Linked DNA regions of Canis lupus: region 2 is linked to region 1. The links are chromatin contacts, called in public Hi-C maps. All regions are on one chromosome and are shown on one strand. The core of a region is the stretch at or near the end of the contact, and the rest is flanking DNA. Distances in the headings are between cores, read along the strand shown.

Region 1 (7,775 bases), core at 3,357-5,856:
TCTTAGATAATATGACTGAATATAAATAATTTCCCTTTTTCATTTTTCGCTCACTCTGAACTTTCCAGAAGACCATTTTCTCTAAGTATCAATAAGAAAAATATAAACTACTATTTTAAATTTAGATCATATAAACTGTAAGATTATAATTATAAGATTGCTATAACATTATTGGCTTTATTGCAAATAGCTTTCATGCTGATAAATGACATTGTTTGAATGTGTTTGGTCTTTTCTGATTTTTACTACTTAGAGTTTTAACTCCCATCATCTCAGTTTATACTGTGATTTGGGGGATTTTTAAGATTTTTTTTAAGATTTTATTTGTTTATTTAAGAGAGACAAGAATTAATTTATTTCATTAATTAATTTAAGAGAGAGAGAGAGAGCACAGTGGGGAAAGGAGCAGAGGAAGAATCAGGCTCCTCGCTGAGCAAGTTGTCCAACATGAGGCTCGATCCCAGGACTCTGAGATCATGACCTAAAAGGAAGGCAGACACTTAAATGACTGACCCACCCGGGCACCCTACGGATTTTAAGATTCAAGGGTAGATGCTCAAAAGGCTCTCCATTCACTAGCCCATTCTTGCACAATAAAAAGTCATTTTGTAAACCTTCTGTTAATATGTCATGGGCTCTTTCCAGAAATTATTCTGGCCCAAGGACCTTCTGAAACACAACTGAGTTCTCATCATCCTAAAAAGGAAAGAATGTGGTGTGAAGGCAGAGGTTGCTTCATCAACTTTCTTTACCTCTTCCCAAGTTTTACTAAAAAGATCTTTATTCATTTCTATATAGCAATCCCCAACATTGATAGGATGATAACAATATGCTGAGTTTTATATGCATTAAAACCACTTTATGAGATGGATATTAGTAATATCCTTATCTTACGGCTAAGGAAATGGAGGTTTCTTGACGTTTTAACTTCCTCCAAAGTCACACAACTAGTGACTGATAAGGGAAGGATTTGTGTATGTGCTGATGAAGCAATCATGTAAGGGAAGGATTTGAACCCAAGTCTGAGCCAGAGTGAACCTGAACCAGAGTTCTTAGCCACTAAACTAGACTACCATTCATCTTTCCTTATATCCCTGTTCCTGTCCTCTAGTTACTTCTGGCTTCCAGCTGTTCTCAATGAAAGTGATTTGCAATTTTCTGCTATGGGATTAGAATTCTAGAATTTGTTAGAAGATGGTGCAGGGAGTTGAAAAGGAAGGAAGAGGATGAGAAAAAAATAATAAGCTTTTCTCTCAGAAGAGAAGTCTCTGGACTTACACATTAAGCAACTAAAACCTATACAGTCAGAATAATAAAACCAGGGCTGACAAGCATACTCTTTACATATGCCTCGGTGCCTTGCACAGGGTAGGTGCAGAATGAATGTTTGTTGAATTAAATGTGGAACCAAACGAGTTCTAAAGGCCCCAAGGGGATCTGATTAAGGGTATGAGCATCATTAGATGTGAGGAGTGTTCAGAAAATATGGATATATTATTTACAATAGTGAATACAAACTGCCCACGACAGGTATTTTGAAGTCTTGAGTTGTTCACAATGCTAGCAAAAATTCCTACATAACTATTCAAACTGTGGTCAGGATAAAAAAATGTTAGTGAATGTAACATGCTTTATAAGCTTACTTTTCTCTAAATCAGAAACATTCTAAATTAGCTTAGGAATTTGTGATTCTAGGCTAATTTACAACAAGTACCCACTTATTTCTGCTATTCAGTGTCTTAAATATAAAGCAAGCTATGTCTTCTTCAAAAACATAGTCTTTAACATTGTTTCCTGAATTTAGAATGTTTAAAAATATACTAAAACCAAAATGGGCTATGGATTCCCACATGTCACAGTAAACTCACTCAGATCTAGAATCTTCCTCCTATAATGGAAAGCTCTAAAACTCTCCCCCATTCAAGTAGTCCTCATCGTATATGACAAAACAGGAGATCACATTTACCAACACAAATAATGAACCACTTAATTTTCCTGGCAAGACACATTCCCACTGTCACACACACACACACACACACACACACAAATGGTCTTAGAAATGAGAATCTACGCATAAGTTCTCAACTTCAAAACATTTTTATCTTGGCACAAATCATTATAGCAATATGATAAAAGAATAGACTCGTGAAATGAAATCTATTTTTCAGCAATCAACACCTATGATGGCAAAGGGCTAAGATGATGACAAATCTTAGAACAGATGGTCATGTACCATCCAAATGAGCATATGAGAAAGGGCTCCTCAAGGAAGTGGGGCTGACATGGGAAAGAGGAGTCACTTATAAGGGTGCCTAGTAGCTCTATTTTTAATTTTTAATTCATGAATCTGAATGTTTAACAGATTCTTTACTTCTTTGCTTAAACACCCAACAGTCCCCATCATCCACAATATAAAATTTAGCTGCCTTACCATAGCTCTCTGTGATGTGACTGAAGTTCATGTCTCTAAGCTTAACCCTTAGCATTCCCCAAAATTCTTGTCGTACTAGCTTCAGGGCTTTCTGAATAGCCCATGGGAAAACTGCAAGATTTCCATTTGGGGACTAAAGAAATCTGTCTATGCATCTTTGCTTTTATACGCAGTTTCCCCTAACTGAAATATTCCTTCCTTACCCGACTCACCTTCCAAATCCAGACCAAGAGAGTCCTTCTTTGAGAAGCTGTCTCAAACCACTTTACTAAATGCAATCACTCCCTCTTTCCTCAGTATCACACAGTATTGCCATCACATTATTATTTTAGATTTTATTATTTTTCATCTCTCTTTCCTCAATGTGGAGCTCAAACTCACGACCCCAAGATTAAGAGTCACACGCTCTACCACTGAGTCAGCCAGGTGCCCACTATTATGTTATTTACTGTAGCTATTTGTTCCCTTTTAAGTTGGGGAATCCTTTATGGCAGAGTCTATGTCTTAATTATCTTAGTATCTTAGGCCCTAGCACAGTTTCAGGCATGTGGTAGATGTCTGATCAATGTTAACTGTTGCATTGCTATGGAATACTAAGTAGACATATGCTATATAGCTAAGTAGACAATAGCTATAATTTTTATTTAAAATTATCTTCTTACAATGCCTATGTATAATTTCCTTGCACTGTATTTTTGCCTCACATCAAATGTCCTAGCTTTTTCTACTGGGTATAGTCTCTCTTATAAGTATTCACCTGGCTTTATTGTACACTGCCATGATGGCTAGCAAAAGAACACAATCCATGGAAAAATCTTATTTCACTAAAGAAGAGAGCTGTCCAAAAGTTATAGAATCAGTGTGTTGCGTGTGTTACACTCATGCTACTGCATAATTTGGAATGGAGGCATGAGCTAAAATTAAATTTGAGTCAGATCTTGGTTATCCAGACCTGTCCTTCCAAGATTTTATAAAACTACTGATAAAATGATCATGAATAGCATTCATCCAAATGTCTCATGGCTTTTTTAGCTTATAGATACAAAGAATTTCACATGGTCAGTTACACTTGGACATGCTGGGGAAGGAATTTCAGACCCGTTCAGAGTATTCCTTTCTCCCCACATTGTCTGGTGGGCCAGAATCTCTCAGGAGGGTCTTAGAAGTCACTCCTGGTCATTGCACAGTGATCCCCCACGTTGGCCACACTGTTGGCCACTCACCTGGAATTCTGCAGACTGTGCTCATCTCATGTTTTTTTGTCACCTTGAGATTGTCCACAGCCAGTAAGAGAGTGGCAGGTGAAATAATATGTCCTGTTTGTTATGCCCTTGTTGGGGACTCAGAAATACTGGGTGGTAATGGGCAGAAGTGAAGAACAGCAGGGACCTCAGGCTTAGGGTCACAAGGATGGTAGGGCAGGTGTTTTTTTCTTTTCTTTCTCCTTCAACTGACGCACAGGGTGGTTTTCTCTAGAACTGATTTATAGTATCAGCTGCTACACTTTAACACCTCTTTCACTCCCGTGGACCTTCCAACCTTTGGCCTGCGCCTGAGTTTGACTTGTTCAGCAGAACATTTTCCTTATAGTGAATTCCTTATCAGGGACTCCGCCTGCTTTCATAAAACTTGCCACCTTGTGGTCGCATCTCCAACACAGGCACACTCCAAACTCTGACCTCAAATCCACCAGACCCATGAAATCTGACCAGCAATTGAGAACTACACTTACGTTGTTTATTTTTTTCTTTCAGGAAGTTTCTCAATACCCTTTTGGGATCTGTAATTACAAAGATATACTACTAGGGAAGAGGAAGAAGAGTGTCATCTAAGTTCATGGCACCAAAGAACCCAAAACTCAGACTTGAATCAGAGATGACTCCCTCATGACAGCAACTATCATTATAAGAAATACTTTAGTTATTGGCATTTGAAGCTTTGGGGAAATCCAAGATCACTCAATTCAAACTGATAGAGTGAGTATTGATAAAAATGCTGCCCATAAAACATGGCTGGAATTTGAACTAGATAGTCATTGAAAAATTAAATGGTAGGAAACACATTTGTTTTTCTTTATGTAGTGAAACCCAATTCTCTTTTACTTGGCACATCTGATTGACATAATATAGTTATTACAGGAACCTCCCTTTTTCTGATGGTCGGCTTTGGTTGAGCAATTTCCTTCTGCAGCTGTGCTACAAGTCAGGTTTGACAATGATGCAACATACTGCCTACACCAAGGTTTTAAATTCAAGCACTCATTTTAATGCCGGTTACACCAATAAGATTTCATTGAAGATAAAAATAGTTTGCGGAATTTTTATAACTCCATAGGTCAGAAAGAGTAGAGTGTGTACAGTTTCCAAATTAGGGAGAGGCTATTGACCGCTCTGCTTTGAATTCTCTGGTCTCCCAATGTCACGGTGGCTCGGCTTGGCTCTGAACAAAGCATTGGACAAAGGTCAGATATTTCAGATGACTGAATGTGGAAAAAGTAGTAAGGTAATTTCCTAGAAAATGTATCTAAAATATTATTCATTATACAGTTTGTGAATCTCCAGTGATTGAATTATTTATTTTGTATGGTTACACTTTGATATTACAGGTCAGATCAAAATGGCATTTGAGAACTATAGAAGGCCAGTTGCCCTAAATGTATATGTATTATCTTCTACTCTAAATGCTTCCAGATATTGCATCGCAGTTATGTGAGGTAAAGCTGGTTGCAGTTTTTTATTTGTTTGATCCTCTTTGACCTTCAAGGTCACACCCTTTTACCCTGACGTTAACTACCCTCCCAGATCAAAAACCCTGCAAAGCACATACCAACTTTTGTCTTAGGGGAAGAGTATATGGCATTTGATTTTGTCCTAGTAGCTGAGTAAATCTACCCAAATCCTGGCAAACAGAAGTTTTCCTTGGGATGGAGGTGGCCTTATCCCCGCAAGGATTCCAGCCCAACCTAGGCTCCTGAATACGGCAGTTATACTTTGGAGAACAGTCACTGAGCATGAAATTGTGAACTAAAATGTGCCATTCCTCTATATGATATTGTGATTTAGAATGGAATATATATATTTTTAATAATAAATTTATTTTTTATTGGTGTTCAATTTGCCAACATACAGAATAACACCCAATGCTCATCCTGTCAAGTGCCCACCTCAGTGCCCATCACCCATTCACCCCCACACCCCCGCCCTCCTCCCCTTCCACCACCCCTAGTTCGTTTCCCAGAGTTAGGAGTCTTCATGTTCCGTCTCCCTTTCTGATATTTCCTACCCATTTCTTCTCCCTTCCCTTCTATTCTCTTTCACTATTATTTATATTCCCCAAATGAATGAGACCATATAATGTTTTGATATTTCCCATTTCTAGTACAGAAATTCTAAAGCCCTTGGAATTTCCTAAATGGTGAGGGACACCAGGTATCTTTTGTTATGTTAATGAGGCAACTCTGAGAATGCCCCAAGGTCGCCAAAAAATGAAGTTTGGTCCCCAGGGCAACAAACCCCATAATTGGAGGGTGGGATATTTCAGGCCCACCTCACTGACCTCCAAGGGCTTGAAGGAATTAGAAACTGAATCAGTCGCTGAAGGCCAATGATTTAACCTAGCAATTCTATGGAATGAAGCCTCCATTAAAACCCAAAGGGCTACCTGGGAGATCTATCTGGGTGGTGAACATTTGGATTTTTGAGGAGAGTGGTGCCTTCAGAGAGAACATGGAAGATTTGCACCCTTTCCCCATACCTTGCCCTATGCATTTCTTCCAGCTGGATGTTCCTGAGTTATAACCTTTTACAATAAACCAATAATCTAGTAAGTAAAATGTTTCTCTGAGTTCTGTGAGCTGCTCAAGCAAATCACTGGAACCCAAGGAGGGGGATGTGGATACATCCAATCTATAGCCAGTCAGAAGTACAAGTGACAACCTGGACTTGCATCTGGTGTCTGCAGTGGAGGAGGAGTGCGGTGGAGGAGGAGCAGTCTTGTGGGGCTGAGCTTTTCCCACAAGTAATCTGATGTATTATCTGGGTAGATAGTGTTAAAATTGAGTTAAACTGTAAAACACCCAGCTGACTTCAGAGAATTATTTAGTAGCGTGGGGAAACCCCTCACACACATATTGGAATTAGGAATAGAACCCTTTTATCCAACTCCCCAGAATGAGGCCAAAGTTATAGAGAATCCAGACCATCCCAGCAGCGATGTAGCATTTATAAACTGTACAGGATCAATTTTCATCCCTGATGTTAAATAGCAAGAGGCAATAGCAGTCAGATCTCACATCATGATGGTCACCACCATCACCATCTTTAAGTGAGATTCTTAGACTATTGAGGGGAAGAAGAGTCCCAAGAAGAAATAAGATTCTTAGAGGGGGTCAGAATAGGAAAGCTTAAGAGTCTCACACATAAAATCAAGTACATCAGAGGACCATGGTTAGCCAAAGAGCTAAGAGAGCTGCATTTACATTACAATTCAGAATATAAATATCTTCTCCGATAACTTTTAATTAAACTTTTGTAATGCTTGACTTTTTTTGCCATGTAAATAAAATCCAGCCACTAACCAACAAAGTAGAAGACTGGGGGTAGGACAGGACACAGAAACAAAAATAACTTGTTTTTCGAGCTTTACCTCTCTTAACAAGACCAGAAAATAGTAGAGTGGTGACCTTGGTTAAGACTGAAATGTTTTAAAAGTGAAAATCACCAAAAACACAGCCACAGCCCATGTAAGAATACAGACACACACACACACACACACACACACACACACACAAATATAAATCCTCTCTCTCTTCAAAAACATCAGGCATTAAATGTCTGGAGGGTTTTGCTGTTGTTGTTCTTTCATTTTTTTTAATACACTGTGTTTAAGAATTGCCTCCACAGAAATGCCAAGTCTTAAATTCTAACTAGTGGCTAAGGCCTCTATTTTATGACTCAGACTTTCAGTTCTTGTTAGGAGAGAGGAAGGAGCACAGTACATCTTAGTTTATTTAGTTTTTCTCCAAAGCTACTCATCAGCTAAGGTTACTATAAAGGGTGAAGTTATGGGATGATTGCTTTCTCTCTGTTTTAAGGGATAGAAGATAAACTGTGATTGTCTGTTTTATATTAAAGTTCCTTTCTAAAGAAGAGCTGTGTGTGCATTTAAAAAAATTTTTAGGGGTGCCTGGATGGTTCAGTGGTTGATCACCTGCCTTCAGCTCAGGTTGTGATCCCTGAGTCCTAGGATCGAGTCCTGAAGCAGGCTCCTCAGGAAGCCTGCTTCTCCCCCTGCCTGTGTTTCTGCCTCTCTCTGTGTGTCTCTCATGAATAAATAGATAAAATCT
Region 2 (7,775 bases), core at 3,467-5,966, 120 kb after region 1:
TGATATCTAAGACCTTAGTTCCAACTGCCCAATGCCAGAACTTTATACATCCTAGTTGCTGGGCTCTCACTGAATTACTCACCTGGTTCCTGACTTTCTGGTCCACCTACCACCCATGAGCCCAAGTTACAATATACTTCAAAGCGTTGTCTCAGAGCCAATCCTGGAGCTAACTACTGAGATTCATACTTAACATTCATCCCTAGTTTGTTCAGTCACAAAGATTTCTTGAAGTTTTTGAGTCCAAAGTACCTTACATGTGTCTTAAAAGGTGATATCTACAGTAAAATATATATGTATATTTTATATATATCTATTAATTCATCAATTACAGTAAAATATATATGTATATTTTATATATATCTATTAATTCATCAATTTCTTTCACCTTCAGTTCTCGATTTACATAAATGATAAAAGCTTTTGTTTATTTAAATTGTCTTAAAAATTGTTTATGGCTATGCTGATAGTATCTGAATTGCGTCTGAAAGTCTCCTCTAATCAGGTAAGATATCCATGCTATTTACTTGAAGATTCTTTGATCAAGTTGTTTTCATTGAAAATAAGTAGGATTTTAAAATTACCAAAAGTCCTTCACAATAATTAAATTGCTACTTGCTTTATCTATTCCTTAAGGGAAAAAATTATCAACCATTAGTTGAGCTGGGTTGAAACCCCATCTATTATTGAATTCACTGATATTTTAATTATGACTTCATTATCAATGATTAAAGAAGAAAAAAATCATAATTAAATAATCTGTTATACTCTGAAATTTTTAATTAGTTGATTTGCTCTAAATATTGCAATCCTTTCAACTAATCATTTTGAAAATAATAAAAATACAATTGAGTCTCTCTACCTTGATCTTTGAGATTTTGGAAAGGGCTTAGGAAACAAAGGAAGGAAGTCCACTATGTGAACATCAAATAATACGCACCAGTTTTTAAAACCGTAGCAAAGACTTTGTGTTTCACCAAGCTCTACTCAAGCACAGAGAGAAAATGTAGTTACCCGTGACAGGGTATTATAATAATGCCAAAGAACCAATTCCTGTCTCCATAATGGGAAGTTACATGTCAAGGTAAAATAACTCCAAGTCTTCTATATTTTAGGACTAATAACTTTGATCGCTATTTTTAAGAGATATCATTTTCTACTTTTTAAGAAACTGAAAATTACATTTGCTCTTCTCCAATCAATTCTCTTTTTTAGCCCATGCCTAGATTACAAAAAAAAAAAAAAAGTAAGCAAAACTGCAATAACTTTACCTGGATTCTTAAGCAGAATACAAAGTGTTTCAACGTTCTCATAGGGCATACCAGTTTACTATGGTTTACTACTTTAAGGAAATAAGCCTGGCTTCACCGGCAATGGGGATGAGTAGTGATGAAATTCAGCTTGGGCGAATTTTCAGTGTCCATTGTCATTGTTACATGCTCCCACAACATACTATATCTGTCTTTCAAAATATTTACCTGTTCATAATTATGTACTTATATGATAATATTGTTAATGTCCTTCTCCCCAACATGACGGTAAGGTCCAAGAGAACAAGGCTAAGATCTTTTTTTTTTTCCTACCTGTTATATTTCGGCACCCACTGACTGGGTGCCTAGAATGTAGTAAGTGTGCAAAAACACTTTCATGGAAATAAATAAATAAATAATTTCAGCAAGTCCTTAGGAATGGACAGGTATCAGTCACCTTGGTATGTCCTATGTAATGAAATTCTACAAAAAAAGGTATTGTTGAACAGTTAACTGATTACACCACATTTTCAGAATGCCCATTTTCCCTGATATCTTGTTGCCAGAGGCTGGTTTCAAGCTTTCTCTGATAACCACAGAATGACAGCCCTTTTGCATACTTATATTAAGAGCATTCTATTAAATATTTTGAGTTTTATAGTTTATCTTTAGAAGTCCATCTGAAAATTTAGAATGGCAGCAACAAAACTCCTTAGAAGCGTATTCCCTAATCTGTTACACCAGTAAGATGAGAAAAAGTGGTTTTTTTTTCAGCCCTTTCCCTTCACACAGTATGAACATCAAAAAGATAAATCAACTGGCAGTATAGTAGGAGTAAGTGGTTCTCAAACTTGAGTGTGCATCAGAATCCCATGGAGGACTTAAAACACAGATCACTAGACAACCCCACAGAGTGTGATTCTATAGGTCTGGTGTGCGAGCCTGAGAATTTGTATTTCTCACAGGTGCCCAGATGTTGCTGATGCTGCTGGTCCGGGGATCACACTTTGAGAACAAGTATGGCAGTTGCTGGAGGGGAATCTTGCTAAAATTAGGTTCAATACCAGCCACATTCTTGGTTGAAATAGTCTCTTTAGAGAAAATTATAAATGGTTGGTGGAGAGGATGAATTAGCAGAAAGGGCTACATAACATAGATTATGCAATACATTATTAAAAAATTAATCAGCTTGCTTTATTACTCTTTGGTTGGTAGGGGTTTTTCCCCACCAAATATGCTTCTTCAGGAATTTTCTTGTTTCATTTTTTTATAACTAAAATTTGAGGGATCCCTGGGTGGCGCAGCGGTTTGGCGCCTGCCTTTGGCCCAGGGCGCGATCCTGGAGACCCCGGATCGAATCCCACATCGGGCTCCCGGTGCATGGAGCCTGCTTCTCCCTCTGCCTATGTCTCTGCCTCTCTCTCTCTCTGTGACTATCATGAATAAATAAATAAAATCTTAAAAAAAAAATAAAATAAAATAAAATTTGAGGTGGGGGGTGCGGTGTACGAGACAGAAATCTCGGAGTTATTTTTGTTCTCAGTAAAAATCACCTCCCTGTCCCTCAGCTCCTCAAGCAGGTCACTCATTCCTTTTAGTCATCATCTGTAAAAATGGATACAACAGTACCTATCTCAGTGACTTCCTGTGAAGATTAAATGAGACCCTAAACAGAGAAAACTCAGCACTGAAAAACAGTTTTTAAATGGTAGCTGCTATGTTTTTACTAATTTCTTCACTCACTCGAGGAAATAAAGTCCAATGATTAGGGGACCTGTGACTGAAACCACCTCCATCTCTAACACGTTAATTGGCCACAGCAATAACCCTAAATCATAAAGGGAAGGCTCAGTTATGTTCTCCGTATTCTCCTTACTGTGGCACAGATTTGGAAATTTTGGCACCGGGCACCAGGACAGCATTCTCCCCAAATCTCACACACACACACACAAAAGAACTACCTGGAGAACTACTTAAAAATACAGGTTCCTGGGGCACCTCGGTGGTTCTGCGGCTGAGTGTCTGCCTTTGGCTCGGGGCGTGATCCGGGGGTCCCGGGATCGAGTCCCACGTCAGGCTCCCTGCATGGAGCCTGCTTCTCCCTCTGCTTGTGTCTCTGCCTCCCTGGGCCTCTCATGAATAAATAAAATCTTAAAAAAAATAAAAAAAAATAAAACAGGTTCCTGAGCTCCACCCCAGACCGACCAAAAGCACCTGCAGCGGAGCAGGGGAGCCGCCTGGGAATCTTTCAAAATAATCACTCCAGGTGATTTCTCTGGTCAGCAAGTCTGGGGAAACACAGAAGGGACCTGTGTCGCTCCGTTCTAACGGCGGCTCCTGTAAGCCCTTAAACATCACTTGTACTTTTCAGTAGGGCCACTGCTGACGACCAAAGTTCAGAAGCACTTTCTGTCTTAGTAACTCTGTTCTTTTGAGCTGAAGTCCCCGGGAGGGATCAGCTGTGAGGAGGGTGTTTTGCTGCTGCTGCTGCTGCTGCTGCGGAAGGAGCCCCGGGCCGGCCTGCGCCTCACTCCTCCACGGCCTGATCCCTCCCGGCCGTTGAACTTCCTCCTGCAACTGTGCCCCGGTCCTGGGCTCTGCCTCAGGTCTAGCTTGTTTGTCCCGCAGCTCCAAATGTCTTGAGCAGAACATTGGGTGCTTTCCTAGTTCACGACGCTTTGCTGGAATAGTCGATTTCCAGGGATTTTACAGGCTGGCCAAAACAGTTTGTTCCGAACAACCACGCCGGGGCCGCCCGGGCCAGCCGCCTGGCAGCCAGTCGGCCGAGCGCTTCCTGACTCGGCACCACCACCCGTGACCTTGGGCGGGCCACGAGCGCCGCCTGCCCCGCGGCTGCCCGGCGGCGACCGGGCCTCCGGCGCGCGGGGCGGGGGGGACCCTCGAGCGCCCGAAGGGGCTTCAGGGCAACGGGGCCGGGGAGGCCTCGAAAGCTGGCGAGAGGAGAGGAGCTCTTTTCCTTTTCTCCAGGCAAACCTCTCCCACTCACTCCGGGGCGGGGGCGGGGGCGGGGGCGGGGAGGGGGAGGGGGCGGGCGGCGGTTAGGGGAGTGAGGAGGAAAAGGAAATGTCGGCCAAGGGCTCGAGACAAAGCGTGAGAACTCAGATGGCGAGAAGCGGGCTTGAGCGAGAAAATCGGAAGGAGGAAGGCTGAGGGCGGACAATCGGGTTAAAAATAGAAACGCGTTCTCCACAGGACTCGCTCCTCGCAGCTCCACCCCGGGGGCCGGCGGCCCCGCAGTGACTCGGCTCCGCGCGACGGGCGGCGGGGGCCGGGCTGGACTGGGCCCGGGGCCCGGGGGGCGGGGCGTCGGGCCCGCGACGTCACCGCGCTCCCCGTCGCCGCCGTCGGGGGTTTCGCTGACGCACAGGCCCCGCCCCCCTCCCTCTTCCCCTCACTGCCCGAGAGCCCGGCGGGGAGAGCGCGTCAGTCGGCCGGAGCGCGGGACCCGGGTGCACCTGGACTTGAGGCTCGCCCGCTCCCGGGAGCCACGCAACTTCCGCGGCCGTAGCCGAGGCGACGGAGAGCACCACCAGCGGGCCCTCGCGGCGCCCAGGCCTGCCCCCGCGCGTCCCGCTCTCCCTCGGAGTCGGCCCAACCCGCCGCCGGCGGAGGCGTGAGGCGACGACGGGCGAGTGCCGGCGAGCAGCGATAGCCGCCGCGGCCTCCGGTCCCCCCTCCGCCGCCTCCGCTGCCCCCCCTCGCTTCCCTCCTCCCACTTCCCGAGCTCCGGCGTGTCCCGGCCACGCTCGGTGCTACTGCAGGAACAAAGGAGGACCCCGCGGCGGCAGCGGCAGCGGCAGCGGCAGCGGCAGCGCCACCTCCGCCTCCGCCCCGCTCCCGGCCCGCGGCGGCCGCTCCGGGGCGCCCGGCTCGTCCCTCCCGGAGGCCTGGGCCCGGCCCCACCGCGCCGGCGTCGCGCGAGCCCGGCTCCTGCGCTCCTGCCCCCGCAGGGTGAGTGGTGCGGGGCGGGGGGAGGGCGCCCGGCGGCTCGTGCCGGGCCGGGGGGTGGGAGTGGGGGGCACCGGGCGGCCGCGGGCCCCTGGCGGAGCCTCCGGGGGCGGGGGGCCAGCCGGCCGGCTCAGGGAGCACAAAGACGGAGGCGTCATCCTGCCGTCGTGGCCCGAGGTCCGGCGCCCCCGGCCCGCCCGCACCGGCTCCCGCTCCGGCCGGAGAACAATGCCCGGCGTGTGGGCTCCGGGCCTCCTCCGCGGCCGCCCCGGCCGCCTTCGGCGCGGCGCCCGGCGTGGGCAGCCGGACCCGGAGAGACAAAGGGACCGCGGCGGCGGCCGCGCCCCCGGCCCCCTGCTCGCCGCACCCCCTCCCCCCCGCCCCCCAGGTCGCCGCCGCCGCCTCCGAGGAGCCGGTCCGAGCCGGTCGGAGCCGGGGGTCGGCGCGGGCCCGACCCGGCCTGCGGAGCTGCTGTTCTGCATGACTCAGTGGTTTTTGGAGGAGGCCCTGCTGCTGGGCTCTCCCGAGCCAGGCCTCGGCTTAGAGAGGGGCATGGGGGGACCGATGGGGTCCGGGGCTTGTTCGGAAATCCGCTGGAACGTGGCTGGGGGGATCTTCTGTCGTCGTGGTTTTAGTTTTGCCAGCGTCGCTGCGTTTTTCGCCCGAGATCCCTTCCATGAAGGAAATGGAGCACCTTCCCCTTTGTTTCGTGCATTTAGGCTGGTGAACGTGAAATTCTTGCTCGCTTTCCACGCACTCCGTGGAGCTGTGTTTTGAGGAAAGGCCCATGTTATTTTTATTGAATGCCTTCTCAGAATCTGGTCTAAGGACATTAGGATAAAGAAGTGTGTATATAGGTCACACAGCCCCTGGTTTTAAACCTGGCTTTGGGGTAATTTACAGACTTGGAAACAAACTTAAAACTTGATTTTAGGTTCCTTATTTTTTTAAAAGTAGGATTTTAGAATTTAATGGGTGAAAACGTTGCAATTTTTATCTTACAAGTTTTTTTTTTTTTTAATGTTTTCCCCCCAAAAAAATTTTTATTGTAGTTATTCTCTATTTTTTTATCTCAGGCCCGGTATTAAGCCTGGAAAGGAGACTTTAAAATTAATAAGAGTAAATCTTCCTTTTGGCAAAGAGAGAACAGATGCGGAGAGTAAGGACTTGCCCAAGGTCACTGGCTTTTAGTTAGAAGTGAAATAGAGACTGGAACTCCCGTCTCAAGTCCAAGTGAGTAGGCATTCTTACCATCTTCTAACCTATGCACCTGAAAACTAAATTCTATAGGTGCAAAAAGCCTTTGTTTTCTTCATATTTGAGGCTGGAGAGTTTTTCTATTACATGCCTAGGTTTTGGCTTTCTTTAAACTATGAGTTAGAGGAAGCCACAAACTGTAAAAATACACATTTCAGCTATACAAAGTATAAAAATAAACATTTCCTCTGTACCTGATAGAGCTGACCCAGGAATGCACAAGTTTCTAACAACAAAACTTTAAGGTACTAAATAGTAATGATGATTGTTTTTTTTCTAAAATGTTACCAAGCAGGAGGGAAACAGCACCTAATGGCAAACTATCCTCTCCCCCAAATTGCTGCTAAGCCAAAGGATTTAAACATCAGGATTTTTTTCTGCCTGGGTGCTAGTTTTACTGTGCTCGGTTTTTATAAACAACCCTGACCGTTTTGGCTTCGTGAGCGATTAATGATGCATCTTCTTAGTTGAATTTGAGAGATTGTTCGCTGGCCCTCCCTACGTTAAGAAGAAAAAGAAAATTGTAGCAGCCTTAATGGTATATCTTTTTGTTTTGTTTCCCACAATATTAGATCTATGAACGCAGCATCCTTAGTTCTTGAGGTTGTGTAGGAGTTGGCAAGCTCTAAGATATAAATAGAAGCTGATTTCAGAGGCCCCTGTTGACTAGGCTTTATGTGAGAGCCTCCATCCAGCTCAGCCTGTCACATTGCAGCCTTGTGACAGGCTGAAGCGCTTGCCCATGTGATCTAAGCTTCTGAGAAATATTAAGGCAAGCTTTGCACATATGATGGTGTTCAAAAGCTGGCTTTCTAAGGGGGGAAAAGTCTACAAGATGGGAAGCTGTGGAAAATGATGTCTTGGGGTCTCTTGTGTCTCCCTTGCAGGCTATTTATAGTGAATTGAAAGTAGTTGTGTTTTCTGAAGAAGGAAAGGTGGGATACTTGACAAGTCCAAGTGGGTAAAATCATTGATGAGATTCCCTCCCTCTTTTTTTGTAAAAAAGATTGTAAGACTTGGATTCACTAATGTTAACATGGGATGACTCTAAAACTTAGACCGATTTGCTCTTATAAAGCCACTGTCAGATGACTCTGGAGGTTAGTATAGAAACTGAACTAGCAGAATTCTTAAACTGGCTTCAAGGAATGAACTTTGTGCATAGGGCTGATTCCCACACATTTGGGTGGGGGGCATGCAAATAAATGCATACGTAATTTTATTATTTGAAGCATTTTTGCCCGTATTAAAAAATTTTAAAACCCAGCTGAAAATGTTTATTAATAAACTTCATAAGTG

Evidence for each region. A called contact is a pair of places that touch in the nucleus more often than the background predicts.
Region 2: a Hi-C map of blood shows a contact between it and region 1, with 3 times the contacts expected there. The contact joins the promoter of ZFAND5 here to the enhancer-like site in region 1. A contact is called at or near these places in 2 of 9 Hi-C or Micro-C datasets (blood and liver).

Annotation. Positions count from the first base shown.
Region 1 is chr1:85,970,300-85,978,074 of UU_Cfam_GSD_1.0, forward strand. No RefSeq gene overlaps it. Among named protein-coding and RNA genes, the nearest start is that of ZFAND5, 120 kb to the right of the region's middle. Within about 2 kb of position 4,607, at least 4 of the 20 cell types and tissues checked have an H3K27ac peak or open chromatin away from gene starts, as enhancers often do. A contact at or near this core is called in blood, where this site is marked.
Region 2 is chr1:86,088,806-86,096,580 of UU_Cfam_GSD_1.0, forward strand. ZFAND5 (AN1-type zinc finger protein 5) reads left to right here and starts at 4,717. Exons shown (of 6, transcript XM_038527078.1): 1 at 4,717-5,222. It overlaps LOC106559434 (a long non-coding RNA gene), which reads right to left and starts at 4,100. Exons shown (of 6, transcript XR_005354173.1): 1 at 3,212-4,100.